Linked DNA regions of Sus scrofa: region 2 is linked to region 1. The links are chromatin contacts, called in public HiChIP or PLAC-seq maps. All regions are on one chromosome and are shown on one strand. Each heading gives the region's core, a stretch centred on a gene start, on an enhancer-like site or on the middle of the called end of the contact. The rest is flanking DNA. Distances are from core to core; before and after follow the strand shown. Region 1 overlaps FNBP1 (formin-binding protein 1). Region 2 overlaps GPR107 (protein GPR107).

Evidence for each region. HiChIP or PLAC-seq counts read pairs in DNA pulled down with a chosen protein or histone mark.
Region 2: an H3K27ac HiChIP or PLAC-seq map of skeletal muscle shows a contact between it and region 1. The contact joins two enhancer-like sites. A contact is called at or near these places in 1 of 5 promoter capture datasets (liver), 8 of 47 Hi-C or Micro-C datasets (alveolar macrophages, embryonic fibroblasts, mesenteric adipose tissue and 3 more) and 2 of 2 datasets of contacts at active chromatin or transcription factors (alveolar macrophages and skeletal muscle).

What each region holds. Positions count from the first base shown.
Region 1 is chr1:270,038,552-270,042,676 of Sscrofa11.1, reverse strand. It overlaps FNBP1 (formin-binding protein 1), which reads left to right. Exons shown (of 18, transcript XM_021070148.1): 18 at 1-310. Among named protein-coding and RNA genes, the nearest start is that of USP20, 45 kb to the right of the region's middle. Within about 2 kb of position 1,761, at least 40 of the 83 cell types and tissues checked have an H3K27ac peak or open chromatin away from gene starts, as enhancers often do. A contact at or near this core is called in alveolar macrophages and skeletal muscle, where this site is marked.
Region 2 is chr1:270,222,946-270,227,070 of Sscrofa11.1, reverse strand. GPR107 (protein GPR107) reads right to left here. Exons shown (of 18, transcript XM_021070180.1): 11 at 3,881-3,954; 12 at 3,429-3,546. Among named protein-coding and RNA genes, the nearest start is that of GPR107, 35 kb to the right of the region's middle. Within about 2 kb of position 2,345, at least 18 of the 83 cell types and tissues checked have an H3K27ac peak or open chromatin away from gene starts, as enhancers often do. A contact at or near this core is called in alveolar macrophages and skeletal muscle, where this site is marked.

The DNA.
Region 1 (4,125 bases), core at 512-3,011:
GCTCTGCCTCCTGTGCTTCTGTCATCAGAAAACCTCTTGAAGAAGTGATCCAAATTTCTGTTTTAACCTGATCTTGGGCAACCGCTAAACTTCAGGGTTTATTTGTGTGTATGGCACGAATTCTACACTTTGGAGGCATTTCGGTGTTGTGATGGCCCATTGCCGTTGTAAAGGTTCTGGAATGGCCCCTGTGTCTCTGGAGATGGAATTAAACCAAATAAAGTGCTTCCATTGGAAGGCTTCTATTGACCTTGTAACTATCTGTTAATCCTCTAAATGTTAAATAAAAGTATAACTTCTGGCACGGTTATCACGGGACTGTTTCACTGCACAGAGAGGGGACCCTGGTCACGAAAGCCGTCAGAGTCCCCAGGGCTGGAGGCTGGGCTGCCATCTGCATGTCACTGATTTGCTGTGTAAGCCCAGGCCAAGTCACGTCGCCATCTGCTTAGGGCGGGGCCCCGAGACCCAGCGAGCTCTGAATTCCACCCCCACCCACCGGGAGAAAGCGGTTGGGATTCAGGTTGGTTCAGTCCAGGGACTGAGGGAAGCTCCTTATGGCCTGGACTTTTTTTTGGTGCCTGCAGATTCAGCTGGCAGCTGCTCAGGGCTTCCAAGGACCCTGCTATGGGGGGCCATGAAATTGCAGCAGCCTTGCGTTTCACCGGCCATCTGATGTCCCTCTCCTTGGCAGCTTGGCAGGAATCATCTCGGGTTTCTGTGAAGCCGAGGGCAGTGCAGCATTTAAGGGCGAGGATGGGTCCAGCGGGAGGCCCTGTCCATAGCCCGCCCTGAAAGTCTCGCCCCAGGCTTTTGAGGGAAGACAGGATTGGTTTGTGCTCACACCTTCTCTCTAAAGGGTCAAGTCAGGAAAATGGTTGTTGAGGGAGTGAAACATGAAGTGAGCCATGGGGTGGCCTCGCTAATGCCAAGTGTCACTTGCTGAGGGGTGGGAGGCGAGGCCACTAGTAAGACCAGGCCTCAGCCTCCCCCACGGAGGCACGTGACTGGCCTTTCCAGCAAGAAAGTCCTGCCAAGTTCTCAGCAAAGGCTGCTGCCGCCTGTGCTGGGGAGGCCGGGCCGGGGAGCCAAAGCTGAACAATCAAGTCAGGCTTCTCAGGAAGAGATGGGTGGTCCAGGGAACTGGGCGGTCTAGGTGGTGGGGGCGGCTTCCCACTGAGGCCTCCTTGTCTAGGTTGTCAGCAAACTGTTAATTAATCTGGGGAAAATGTTTCCAGCATGTTCTTCCCGGGCTTTTTATCATATTTGGGAGGAGTCTAAGACACAGAATGTCTCCACCTGTCTCACTCAGAACCTTCCTTCCCAGCATCGAGCTGTTAGGAGCTGGGCTCGGTGGGGGCGCGGGTCGCCGCTTCTCTGGCCTCAGTCTCCCCGGCAATGGGGTGAGGACGCCGTGGAGACAGTTGGGAAAACACTTGGTCGACGCCACAGCCACAGCGCTTCACAGATGCCAGCTCTGATTCCGAGCTCACTCCGGCTCCGAGACGGAGCCTGTCCTGGCCCTGAGCTCGCGGGTCCGAAACGCCGCCCACTTTCTCCCATCTTCATGCACCTACTCCGCGTTCAAGCGTTTGGGGAGGTGACACCTCACCCCTCCAGGCACCTCGACCTCTGCGACCCGCTTCCGCCCCTTCGAGGTCGGAAAGCAGCAGCGGCCACGCAGACAGGTGCAGTTGGTGTTCCCGTGGCAGCCGAAGGCAGCCGCGCTGAGCACAGAAACCCCTGACTCACACCGGGCGGTGTGGGACTCTCGGCCCCGCCTCTCCCTCTCGCCCCGCCCCCAGCTGCTGGCCACGCCCAGGCCCGCCCCTGCAGCCGCCGCGCAGAGGCGCTGGCGACCCCTAGTGGGAGAGAAGCGCGCCTGCGAGGGGGGCAGCACGAGCGTCCCCAAGAGGTTGACCAGGAAGGAAATGGGCAGAACCAGGGGCTTCAAGTATGCCTGCTCTTTCTTTTCTTTTTTGTCTTTTTAGGGCTGCACCATGGGCATATGGAAGTTCCCAGGCTAGGGGTCCAATCAGAGCTACATCTGCCGACCTACACCACAGCCACAGCAACGCCAGATCCTCAACCCACTGAGCGAGGCCAGGGATCGAACCTGCGCGCATCCTCATGGATACTAGTCAGAGGTTCGTTAACCACTGAGTCACGATGGGAACTCCTGCCCTTTCTTTTTTAATTAAGGCAAAAGAGACCTCTGAAATTGCAGTATCCAGGAGACAGCAAAAAATGGATGACGCGGGTCTGAGTGAGGGAAGGAGCCAGAAGCCAACGGTAACAAGCAGCTGGCCTAGCCACATGGGGATTAATGTCCCCGCGTGTCCTAGGCAGTGGGGGAGCCCAGGCCCGTCTCTGTCCACCTTGCCTAGAGAAGGCCTCTCCTCCTCCCTGCTCGCTGCTGGCCTCTTCTGAGAAGAGGGGGCACAAGCTGTGCTGCCAGACCTGGGATTCAAGTGCAAAGACTGCAGACTGGCACTCAGCACACAGCCTTTGTGGGTGGGAGCTGTTTCTCCGAGTTGCATGCATTATGCCCTGCTTTAAAGCCTTCTGCCTCTGTCCAGGTGGCTCAGGGAATGGCACGTTCTTAAATGACCTCCCGTTAGCTGGAGACGGCGCTGGGCCACAGGAGGCAGAGCGGAAGCTGAGAAGGCCCCCTCCCCCCGCCCCCCACCCTGGGGCCTCTGGCCTCAGAGCTAAGGGCCCAAAAGCTGTGGGAGGAAATAGGGGATTTCCTCATTTTCCTCTTTTGGGTCCCGGAAGAGTGGGGGTGGGGACGCTCCCCTGGGTGCTGGGGCATTCTGCCCGGGGAGCCCAGTGCCCCTGGTACCCCCAGGCTGGGCCCCAGCTCCGGCTCTCCAGCCAGCCCTCGCCTGGGCTGCCGGCTGGTGTCAGGTGCAAGGAAGGGCTTGGAGGGTGCATCTCAATACGTCCCCACGGCATACGGAAGTTCCCTGGCTAGGGGTCGAATCGGAGCTACAGCTGCCAGTCTACACCACAGCCACAGCAACACGGGATCTGAGCCATGTCTGCAACCCACACCACAGCTCAGAGGCAACCCCAGATCCTTAACCCACTGAGCGAGGCCAAGGGTGGAACCTGAGTCTTCATGGATACTAGTCAGGTTCTTAACCCACTGAGCCACAACAGGAACTCCCTGCTCCCTAGGCCTTTGCTACAACCAACGAGCCCCTCTAGAGCTGCTGTAGATAAAGGTGTAGTAGGAAGACAGCCAGAAGGAGGTGCCATTCCAAACACCCCTCGCTTCCCCCAACAGGGGGACCAGGAAGGCAAGTGGGCTCTCTGGGGCTCAAAATGTGGCACTTGCAGGATAATTGACAATTGCACGGAATTCCAACTAGAACAAAGGTAGGAAACTATGCTTTTGGGATGACTGCCACCTTGCAAATCATTTTCTTTTTTTGTTCTTGGTGGTGGCGTGCAGAGGCTTGATGTGAGATCTTAGTTCCCAGACCAGGGATCAACCCGGGCCACAGTGGTGAAAGCACCAAGTCCTAACCACTAGACCACCAGGGAGCTCCCCACAAATGTATTTTCTGATGCACGTTGTGAGCAGAAGCACAGACAGATGGAAAGGCCTGCAGATACAGGTACCAATTGGCCCACACACTCCCCACTCAGCCAGGTGGCTTTTGGCTGCTGGAGCGAGGCCGGGAGGCCTGGAGGAGCAGCCCGACCACGCGACGGCCTGTGGGAGAGGAGAGGAGAGCAAGGTGGCCTCCCCGGCCGACCGGCACTTCCTGTCTCCGCTCATCTGTGAACTGAGGTGCAACCACACGTTCCTGTTCTGGCTTCACTTGCCAGCAGCATCTCAGTCTGCCTGAGACACTGGAAAGCCTGGTATTTCAAAGGGAAACAGAGAGGAAACATTCCCTTTTTTGGGGTAGTAGGGGGAGCTGTACCTGCGGCACACGGAGGTTCCCAGGCTAGGGGTTGAATCGGAGCTGTAGCTGCCCACTCACGCCAGAGCCACAGCTGCATCTGCGACCTATACCACAGCTCACGGCAATGTGGATCCTTAACCCAGGGAGAGAGGTCAGGGATCGAACCCACGTCCCCATGGATCCTAGTCGGGTTTGTTAACCGCTG
Region 2 (4,125 bases), core at 1,096-3,595, 180 kb before region 1:
GCCAGGGCGTGGGCAGATGGTTGGCATGGGGACCCCCAGGCCTACAGGCCCCAACTTGGGACCACGGCGTGATTTCCAGCTCCACACGCCCGGGCAGAGGTCTGCTTCCCCCCAGTCAAGGCGCCATTTCTGTGCCCTTGTGTTCGGGCCGTGGGCTGCAGCAGCTTGGGGGGGGGGTCTCAGCTGCCAGCCCAGGGGTGGAACCCGGGCTGCAGAGATCAAAGGGCCAAGTCCTAGCCATTAGGCCAGCAGAGACTGCCCGGTGCCCTCTCCTGAGCTTGCCTTGCCCTGCTCCAGGGAACACTGAGGGAGTGATGCATGCGTGCGACCTCTGACCTAGGTCACACGAGGAGAGACTGCACCTGCCTGGCTCTCACGGGACACAGCTCTGGAGCCCTGAGCTGACTTGTTAGGAGTCTGACTGCCCTGCAGCCACCACACCGGGGACCAGGAAGAGAGATGCCTGGGAGATGCCCAGAGGACACCTGGGAGCCTCGCTGCTCCCACCTCACCTGATCAAGGCCTCCCCGCCCAGGAGACGGAGGCTCATGAAGACCTGAAGGTGACAACACCCCCAGCGCCATTTGACTGTAGTTGCACTGATTAAGCCACTGCCCAAGGTGAGAGGGCAAATGGTTACTGTGGTGTGAAGTTACTGGGCTCAGGGCAACTTGCTACACAGCCACAGGCGACCGGGACACTGCTCTCGGGGCACCTTCGGCCTCAGCAGAGTCAGAAACAGGTGGCACTCTGCATCAGATCCACCACGATGCCCATGCCCTCAGGCTGCACTCTCCCTGCCCCAGGGCTCCGGCTCCCAGGGTCAGATAACGGGGTGCTTTATCAGAGACCAGAGCAGCAAGGAGGGCCGGCTTCAGCCCTGGGCGTGCGTGGCCACGCCCATCCGCACAGGAACAACCCGCTCAGCCTGCTCCACAGCGTGTTTCTCCCCACCGCGCTGCGCTCTCAGCATCCACACCCTGCTTCAATTTCCAAAGTGAAGGCTGTGCCTTGTGTGTTCAGTGCTGCCATCAAGCTCTCAGCAGGCCATGCTGGCTAAGCAGACGGCGGTGTTTTAAAAACTGAGGTACGGAGCTCCTGTGTGGCACAGTGGAAACAAATCCAACTAGGAACCATATGGTTGCGGGTTGGATCCCTGGCCTAGCTCAGTGGGTTAAGGATCTGGTGTTGCCGTGATCCTGCACTGCTGTGGCTGTGGCATAGGCTGGTAGCTATAGCTCCAATTGGACCCTAACTTGAGAACTTCCATATGCTGCGGGTGAAGCCCTAAAAAATCAAAAAATAAAATAAATAAAAATTAAAAACTGGTACTACTGAGCATAAGGGAGCATGATTTATGAGATATTCTTTCGAAGATCATCATTAGGCTGAAAGCAGAGATGACAATTCCATGAGAAGTCCACGGTCCCCAATACTCTGTCTCCCTACAGGTAGCTCCCTACACGTCTACAAAAATGTGACACCTGGCGCTAGGACGTGGGAAGGGTAGTTTCTCTTACCATCTAGGACTTAGCAGCTAAATCATCACGGAAGCCATCTTTCACCTAATACAAATGCAAAAACTAGTTTGAAGTTTCACTGTCCTACCTCAGACCCCGCCTCTGGGCTCCCCCTGAAGCCCAGTCGCTCCTAAACGTCTGCGTCTATGACTCCGCCCATGACTGACTCCGCCTATGACGACACATGGGAAACAAAGCCTTTCCCAGCTGAAACGGCTGATGGCACTGTGTGCATAGTTCACACTCTTAATGGGAGGCACAAAATGCCCCCAGAGGGGCTGCTGTGGAACCAAGTGCCAACAATGTCCTTGAAACTCCTTTTTTTTGGTCTTTTCAGGGCCGCACCCAAGGCATATGGAGGTTCCCAGGCTAGCGGTCTCATCGGAGCTGTAGCTGCCGGCCTACCCAGAGCCACAGCAATGTGGGATCCGAGCCGCGTCTGCGACCTACACCACAGCTCACAGCAACGCCGGATCCTTAACCCACTGAGCGAGGCCAGGGATCGAACCGGCAATCTCATGGTTCCTAGTCGGATTTGTTAACCACTGAGTCACGATGGGAACTCCTGAAATTCCATTTTTACTTCGCCCACTCCCTACCCAGAAATGCACAGTGACTCTCTGTAGCCAAAGGGAAACAGCTGCACTTTCTAGGCTGATGTTGGAGGACTTTGCAGGCTAGTCCTTATGTTTAAATACTTATAATTTCCTTATATTTAATTTTTAAATGGCCTTGTGTCCTCAGTGACCTGCCCTGTAACTGTGGGCTGTCTTCCTTCTGGGGAGCACAAGCATTACGTCACAGTTCCGGCTGGGCCAAGAGGATGCAAACAGGAGGGGAAGGGGATGGAGCAGCAGGAAGACGGGGAGGAGGACCGTGGCCCATCACGTCCAAGCTCTGAGACCTTGGCTGGCGGAAGAACTCAGCACAGCAGAGTGGCGGCCCTGGCAGCTGAATGAACGGCCAAGCGCCGTGCAGCCCCTGGCCTCTCCTGCTCACTAGACGGCACTGTCAGGTCTGCCTCTGTCCTGGTTCTTTCCCATCTCTACCACAAAGCCCTTCTGGTCATGCAGAGGGGGGCGAACACTCTCTCCTTGGAAACCTACAGCAACTGGTCTGTACCATTCCTCGCGCACTAACCTATGTCCCTTAGCATTGAATGGGAAGATAGCCCAGCTGCCAACATCGCCAAACTGCCCATCACCAGCGTCGAGCCAGCTGACCTGGGGCCTGGAGAGCCGTCCCCTTCCCTGCGCAGCTGCCACACTAGCCTGGGCTCCGAAATGATCAGCTGTTGCGAACAAGTTTACCCAACAGATGCCCTCTGGTCGAGCAGCGCTGGGCAGCTGTGCATCTCAGCTAGGATCCCCCTGCTGACTCCGCGTCCCTTTCGTCCCTGTTCTATCCCCAGGAAGACTTACACGCGAGCCAAGGCTCCTCCCCTGAAGGGCTCTCAAGCTTGTAAAGCTGGCCTCAGCCCAGGGCCCTACACATACGAAGCATTTAATAAACGTCGGGCCCAATACCTAATATTCTACTCACTGACGTACGTCATTCACGGTTTTAAAATATTTTATTAATAACACCGCCGGGTAGCTGAGTGTCTCTGCTAAGAGGATCAGCTGGTTACAGGGCAAACAGAGGCAGAAAGTAGGCAGCGTGTCTCCCCGACATCTCAGCAGCTCCCTCGTCACCCACCGGCCCAAGGACGGCGGATGGTGTGGCAGCTCCCAGGGCGATGACCCAAGGTCTAGGTCATCAAAACTCAGGTCGAGACGCCCAGTCCTCAATCCCGAGGGCAGAGGCTGGGGTTTCCGGGACAGCCGACGCCCCCTGCCCACACAGGCCTGAGCTGGGCCGTGCTTGGGGTCAGGAGCGAATGAGACCACGGGGTGAGGGCCCCTTTACCTGGAGCGGGATGACGATCATGAAGATCTTCTTGTCTTTATCAGAAAGGATGTGCTTGATGAAAGCCCAGCCGGTGCCAATGAGCGCGATGGTGATGAAGAGCAGCGCCCCCTTCAGGCTGCAGAAGGGAAAACTCAGTGAGCACCAAAGGGTCTCTTAGACTCACTCTAAGAGTGAGAGCTACAGCCCATGCTACGACTTCAGGGATTTCTTGCAGAAGAGAGGCACCACTTCTCTCCAGGCTCCGCACCCCACTATCTGACCGGCCGCTGCTGCAGGGGGCACCCCCCCACGAGCAAGCCGATAGCCCCACGTCCTCAAGTCGGAACGGCCACCTGCTCGCCACACACCTCTGACCTGGCAGGAACCCGCCCCCCACCCCACGGCTCCCCCGGCTTCTCTGGAAGGTCGCGTCACGGCAGGGGCGTCTCCCGGGCCCCCTGCGGACTCACAGGTGAGTGATGTAGTACACCACGGCCCAGCCTTCGATCGGGAAGCCCTGGGAGGAGATGTAGTGGTAGTCTATCTGCAATCAAACAAGCGCCTTTCAGAGGCTGACCCACCACGTGCCTTGCGAAGCGAAGCCGGAAATGCCCCGGAGGACGGCCCTCCTCCCACTGCCGAGCGCTTCACCTGCCCACTCGCAATCAGGCACATGCGCGCTGGCGGACCAACGGCAGGTAGCTTGAGAAACCTG